2 separate regions of the Mus musculus genome follow, and region 2 is linked to region 1. Evidence: chromatin contacts called from public Micro-C data. All regions are on one chromosome and are shown on one strand. The core of a region is the stretch at or near the end of the contact, and the rest is flanking DNA. Distances in the headings are between cores, read along the strand shown.

Region 1 (3,155 bases), core at 152-2,651:
GCTAATGAACCAAACCTGTTGGTAACTAAGATCTAATCTGGTAGAAAATGAATACACACACACACACACACACACACACACACACACACACACACCACACACACATAGACACACACACATTCTTTTTTGGTGGGGAGGGGTTGAGACAGGGTTTGTCTGTGTGGCCCTGGCTGTCCTGGAACTCACTCTGTAGACCAGGCTGTCCTCGAACTCAGAAATCTGTTTGCCTCTGCCCCTGAAGTGCTGGGACTAAAGGCGTGCGCCACCACTGTCCAGCATATATATTATTCTTATAAAGGGTCAACAAACAAATTGAGTTTGATCCACACGGTGGAAAGAAGCAATCCTGAAAAGCTGACCCCGACCTCCACACTAAGACTAGCACACATAGAGTGGGGAGATAAAATTAATTCTAGAAAATAACCTTTTACATTATAAAATTGCTAAAAATTTGTTTTTCCGATCGAAGAAATGCACCGGTCACCTTCCCCTCAGGCATAAAGCCCAGATGGTCGTGTCTCCTTTGGATGAACCAAGGATGGCTGACACAGCACGGTTAAGACCCTCAGTCCACACGCCTTCCGGTCTCCCCTTGGCCACAGCGAGCTTCTTTTGTTCCTCCAGGTTGATGGCTCCTTCAGCCCCAGGCCCACGGTCTGCCCTGCCTTTCCTGTTGCTCCTGGCTGACCATCCTTTTCTTTCCCGTTACCCTCTGCTGCCCCCACAGAACTAATCATATCTGTTTACTAGTTGTCTTGCTTTTCTCCTGTTCTTCCAATCCTTTCAGGGCAGGGGTTGTGTCTAATGTCTTTACCTCTATATTTCTAGGCTCTGAATTTTAGGTACTGAACTGCTAAAAGCAACCCAGTCTGTAAACAGAAAAATGGAATTTTAGTAACTACAGTTTGGGTTATATGACTTAAGTTTATGGCTCTCAGTTTTGACTCCCAGCAACATTTAATATTAACCATGACCTTGAGAGGAAATGGTTGTCACCGTCAAGTCTGCCTTTCTTGGTTCTTGCTTATCTTTGGGAACACCTGCAGTCCTGTCAATGACCCTGAACCAAAAGGAACACTGCAGTCCTGAACTGTGTGCTAGTTTCATTCTTTCTGTGTCCTGAACCCACCCCAAGGCAGTGGGTCAGGATAAGAGCGTGGTTTACAATGATGGAGTGCATAGCTGGTACTACACTCCTGCGGACAGTCAAACTGAACTGTGAACTCCGCGGCTTCTTCGTTGGGCTTCCCTGAATGGAGGGATTGTTCACGTGTCTCTGTGGTTTACAGCTGGTTGGGAACAAGTCCCTGAGGGGGGCAGAACCTGTGCTCACTCTCTTGCCACCATAGCCTGAGCCTGCTGCTTCTGCGCCGGGCCCTTGCTGCACGCTCAGCCTCGGGGAGGAGCTTAGTTTGACTTAACACAGTCCTTCCAGAAAATCCCCGGTGGAAGTCCCGTGACCCTGGGTACCTCCTGCGTCCTGTTTAAAAATCCCTGGTGGTGGCAGTCACGTGACCTTGGGTGCCTCCACCGTCCTGTGGCACGACTCTTAGGGTCCGTTCCCTTCCCCCCTCCCCGCCCCCCACGGTCTCCATCCTGATTTCATTTCCCCTCCTTTGCTGGCTCCTGGCTCTACCAGACTATAAGCGTTGGGCTAGCCTTCAGCTCTGTTCTAGCCTTTTCTCGGTCCTCAGTCTCTTGTAGGGTAGTTTCGCTCTTCTCAGGGCTGCTGATATCGGCAGTAGATGATCACCGAGTTCATTTTCACAGCCAAACTTCTCCTGAGTGCCATTTACATAAACCCCCTCCGAAGCCCAGCTGAAGATCTGCTGAGGACTTGAAGATTAAGTAAGCTGTTTAAATCAGAGGCTTGTTTTGTTTGGGCTTGAGGTAGGGACTCACCATGTAGCCCAGGCTGGCCTGGAACTCACTATGTGGATGGAGCCTGCTTTGAATTCACAGAGATGCTCCTGGCTCTGCCTCCCAAGTGCTGCTGGGAGTAAAGGCGTGTGTCACCATGCCCGGCCTTTGTGTCTGAGCTCCTGAAATCACCCCAGAACTGGTCTCTACTAGTTTTCTCTGTCTTAATAGATAACATGAATGCTCTGAGCTGCCAAAGCACGTAGCCTCAGGGTTAAAGCATTTGCTCCAGGGTCATCTTTCATTTTTCTCTCTTCCTCACATTTCCAGTCCTTCTGGTAGCACATGCCACTGGTTCTGTTTCAAGAACAAATCTCCAAAGCCCGGCGTGGTGGCGCACACCTTTAATCCCAGCACTCGGGAGGCAGAGGCAGGCGAATTTCTGAGTTCAAGGCCAGCCTGGTCTACAGAGTGAGTTCCAGGACAGCCAGGGCTATACAGAAAAACCCTGTTGTGGAAAAAAAAAATCTCACTATGGGTGTGCTGAGATCACAGGAGCACTCCTGGCTTTGGTGCGTTCTACGAAGTCCTCCGACTTTCACAGCAATCACTTTACAAACAGAGAGCTTCCTAGCCCTGACGAGCAACCTTTATGAGCAACCCTTATGTTCCTTTTTGTTGGCTTCCCCCTGTTAGCAAGTGTGAGATAGCCAGGCAGACTCTATCCAACCATTCTTAATTTATTATGGGCCTGCACAGAGAGGACTGGCCCTTGCTTTCCATCAAGAATCAATTGGCCAGGGGTTGGAGGGATGGCTCAGCAATTAAGAGCACCGACTGCTCTTCCAGAGGTTCTGAGTTCAATTCCCAGCAACCACATGGTGGCTCACAACCATCTGTAATGGGGTCAGGTGTCCTCTTCTGGTGTGTCTGAAGAGAGCAATGGTGCTGTACTCATATGCATAAAATAAATAAATTCAAAAAAAAAAAAGAATCAATTGGCCACGGGGCTTTCTACATAAGAGACCTGGAAGTCTCTGCAAATGCTGTGTTGTGCTAGGACATCTCACCACTGCCTGAAAACCTTTACAAGTAAGATTTGCTATGCGACTGGAGTGAATGAGGCATTTCCTAATTTCCTTTCTGTTTCTCACAAGTTGGAGGCAACTGTGCAGACCTGTAAATTATCATTATTACACTTGACTCCAAAGGAGCGAGAGGAAAAAGAAAGGAATTGCCCTCAACTGAACAAGCCCTTTGTGAAATCTGACTCTGTCTTCAGTGTTATCAGCAAG
Region 2 (3,005 bases), core at 125-2,624, 68 kb after region 1:
AGAAGCCTCCAGCAGGGGGTGGGGGTACTACAGTGGCTGCTGGCTTCCTGGGACTCCAGCCCCCCAGGTTATTCTCACCTTAGATGAAAAGGTATCTGCTGTATGTAAGAACCCTGATTTCCGTCTTGTAAAGTAGTAAGCGTGACCGAGGCATTTGAGCAGAGTAATATGGCAGCAGGAGACTGGTGGCTGGAATAAATTCGTGCGTTGTGGTAGTAAATGAAAAAAAGTAGCTAGCCCTGTGCAGATCAGCAGAGGTTCGAGGCCCGAAGGAGGAAAGAATGTGTGTGTGTGTGTGTGTGTGTGTGTGTGTGTTACTGTTACAGCTTCTAATAACATCTGCACATGAGGTCCCATATCTGAGGAGTCTACCCTGGACCTTCCTAATGTTCTTGTGTCTGGGTCGCTATTCTTGTGGCCCCCAAAAGAAATGTCGATGGTTCCCGCCTTCCTCTGCAAACTCACAAAAGGCTGTCAGGCTGCTGTACAATGCAAGTAATAAGTGTTCTGTGTACCCTTTCTTTTTTTTTTTTTTTCCTCTGTAGTAGAAGCTGAAGCCACAGAACCTATTTTTTTCCATTTCTGCCATTCCTAAAGCAATCTTCTTGCACAAGTCTGAACTAGACTCCACCTGATGCCTGCTGTGGGTCTGCCTCCCCATCCTTTCTCCGACAATAGTTATGGGCTCTCCTGATAGCTGAAGCTAGCATGACAGTCCATTAATGGTACAATTAAGGGCAAATGGTTTTTCTTCCTTGCCCCTTGGAAAAAACGTTCATACCCCAGCTCTACTGTGGATTCATCAGCTTCTAAAGTCAAAGGGAGAGCTTTGCGCGGGTGTTTCATTTCCATAGCTCTGGCAATTGCACTGAATTAGTCATCCCTGGTTCCCGAAGGCTGGAATCCTGCCTGGGAACCTCAGGGAGAAAAGCTCAAAGGATGCTCCTTCCTGGTGTAGCATTCAGTCCTAAATGCTATGACTCTCATTCATTCCTTAATGATGGTGCAAACGAGTTGAATCTTTCCCACAGCAGATTTGAACTTTGCAAACACCATTAAACAAACCCATTACCTTGATGAATTCCAGCCAACAGATAAGCCCTATCAGGTAAGTGCTTTGCCTACAGCATTAAAGAACTAATTCCTAACTTAAAATACAATGGCTCGACCCCACCCCGCCCACCCCCTTTTAGGTAGTTTGTTAAAGATTTTCACTTCGGTAGGTGGGGAACCTGGTTCTTTTCGCTGTTTGCCTTTGAGCCTGCTTCCCTAGTCACCTTTGCTCGCAAGCAAGCAAGCCTGGAGCGCTTAACTTAGCTCCAGAAATGGAGCATCGCTAAGCGTCTACGGCCGCCACCAAACCCAGCTGCTTGAAATGTTCGCACAGCTGCTTTTCGAGCCGAGTGCAAACCCTTCCTGCTGTTCAAGGAGAAAGTGCTGACTGTGAGCCAGCTCCTAATGCAGCCACTTTTATGCCTTTTACCACCAGCTCGGATTTCAGTAGAAGGAAACTCGAGTTCGGGCATCTGGGAGCAAATGTGAAAGTCCACCTCTGGTTCTGCAACTGCTCCGCTGCAGAGTTCACAACCTGCTTCGCCTTTGGCTCTGACTCATAGGGAACCCCCAGGAGAGCCATATGTGCCCAGGTTCCTGCTAGGCGAACGATTGCCTCCCCTCCCCGCCTTCTCCGTCCTGAATGATTGGATATTTGGTAGTCTCTGGGCTCAGAGCAAATCCGTCCTGATGGGAGGCTGGTTTCACCCTGGGACCCAGAGACGGAAAAACAAAGGTGGTTAATGCAGAAAGGAGAGCTGAAGAGACTCGCACTGCCCCACCAAAAAGCTGGTGCAGAGCGAGGTGGATTGAAGGCTCGGAGTGCAAACCCAAGTGCAAGCCCAAAGACTTTGGTCCTTTCCAGCCCACGCTCTGACCAGCCCGGTGCTTCTTTAACATCCTGCCTTGAAGTGTTTGATGCAAATGCGATTGCCTCCAGGCAATCTAATAGAGACATCTGCCAAATGTGTAATTATATTTTAAAATAGCTGTGTATGTGAGGGTAGGACGATTTCTGCCCTTTTCTCTCTGTCCTCACTCTCCTGTGTTCAAAAAGAACAGGAGGAGGAGGAGGAGGAGGGGGGAGGGGAGGGGCAGGGGAAGGGGAGGGGAGGAAGAGGGAGAGGGGGAGAAACATTTAAGCTTTTGCCCTGGGAGTGAATTTCATCAACTCATTGCTGTGCCACTAGATCCAAACGCTGTCACTCAAAACAAAACTTTAGTGAGTGGCCATAACTCAAAAGGAAAATGTCTTTTCTGACAAATTTTCACATGGCAGGTGATAGATAATTCAGGAAGGAAGACACACTCTCAGATTTCAGTGGTTGGTTTGTTTGTTTTTCATAATTTCCACTTTCTTTTTGGAGTTTTATCATTCACTGAGTGTTCTCCACTAGTAAAGCAATTCTGGCCAACAAATAAATATTCAAGATTTTTTTTTTTAAAGAATACTGTATAAAAGCAATGATGCTTTCCAAGTCAGTGGTTCCTAGGCATTGGTTGCATCAAGGTCCTCTAGGATGTCTCAGCCTCCGACACCACAGGGCATCTTAAGTCAAGCACGTTGCTGTCTGACCTCTGTGGGGTCACACAAACTGCTAGCTCAAGTCACTAGTGCCAGTGTTGGACTGTGGTATTCCTCTCTCTGGGCAGCCCTCCAGTGAGTCGCCATCTCACGGAGCACTGTGTCCTGTAGTCACACTTTTACACAGGTGCCTGTAAGAACTGTTTCCCTGGGTGTTCCTTCTTCCTTGCTGAAAGGGCCGTATCTTGTAATATTTTTGCATAAATAAATTTGTCTTGCCTTTCTCTCTTTGATCTGGCTTCCTTTAAAGAGATGGCAGCCTGAGCCCTCTGATAGTTGAGGAAAAGATATCCCTTTTCTTTTAACGGGTGCCCAAAATGCCACCCCCCCCCCCCGCCCCTTAATGCTCAACACACTTAAGAGGGTG

Evidence for each region. A called contact is a pair of places that touch in the nucleus more often than the background predicts.
Region 2: a contact with region 1 is called in a Micro-C map of B cells, with 1.9 times the contacts expected there. The contact joins two enhancer-like sites. A contact is called at or near these places in 11 of 39 promoter capture datasets (the C10 cell line, HPC-7-derived erythroid cells, embryonic stem cells and 5 more), 1 of 15 datasets of contacts at CTCF or cohesin (pro-B cells), 12 of 484 Hi-C or Micro-C datasets (B cells, Th1 cells, cerebral cortex and 6 more), 5 of 115 datasets of contacts at active chromatin or transcription factors (embryonic stem cells, intestinal villus epithelium, large pre-B cells and 1 more) and 3 of 9 other capture datasets (adipose tissue, liver and pancreatic islet).

What each region holds. Positions count from the first base shown.
Region 1 is chr10:117,638,402-117,641,556 of GRCm38.p6, reverse strand. The region is part of intron 2 of Cpm (carboxypeptidase M); the gene reads right to left. Among named protein-coding and RNA genes, the nearest start is that of Cpm, 10 kb to the right of the region's middle. Within about 2 kb of position 1,401, at least 60 of the 459 cell types and tissues checked have an H3K27ac peak or open chromatin away from gene starts, as enhancers often do. A contact at or near this core is called in B cells, Th1 cells and memory CD8 T cells, where this site is marked.
Region 2 is chr10:117,570,105-117,573,109 of GRCm38.p6, reverse strand. No RefSeq gene overlaps it. Among named protein-coding and RNA genes, the nearest start is that of Gm32235, 12 kb to the right of the region's middle. Within about 2 kb of position 1,374, at least 84 of the 459 cell types and tissues checked have an H3K27ac peak or open chromatin away from gene starts, as enhancers often do. A contact at or near this core is called in B cells, Th1 cells and memory CD8 T cells, where this site is marked.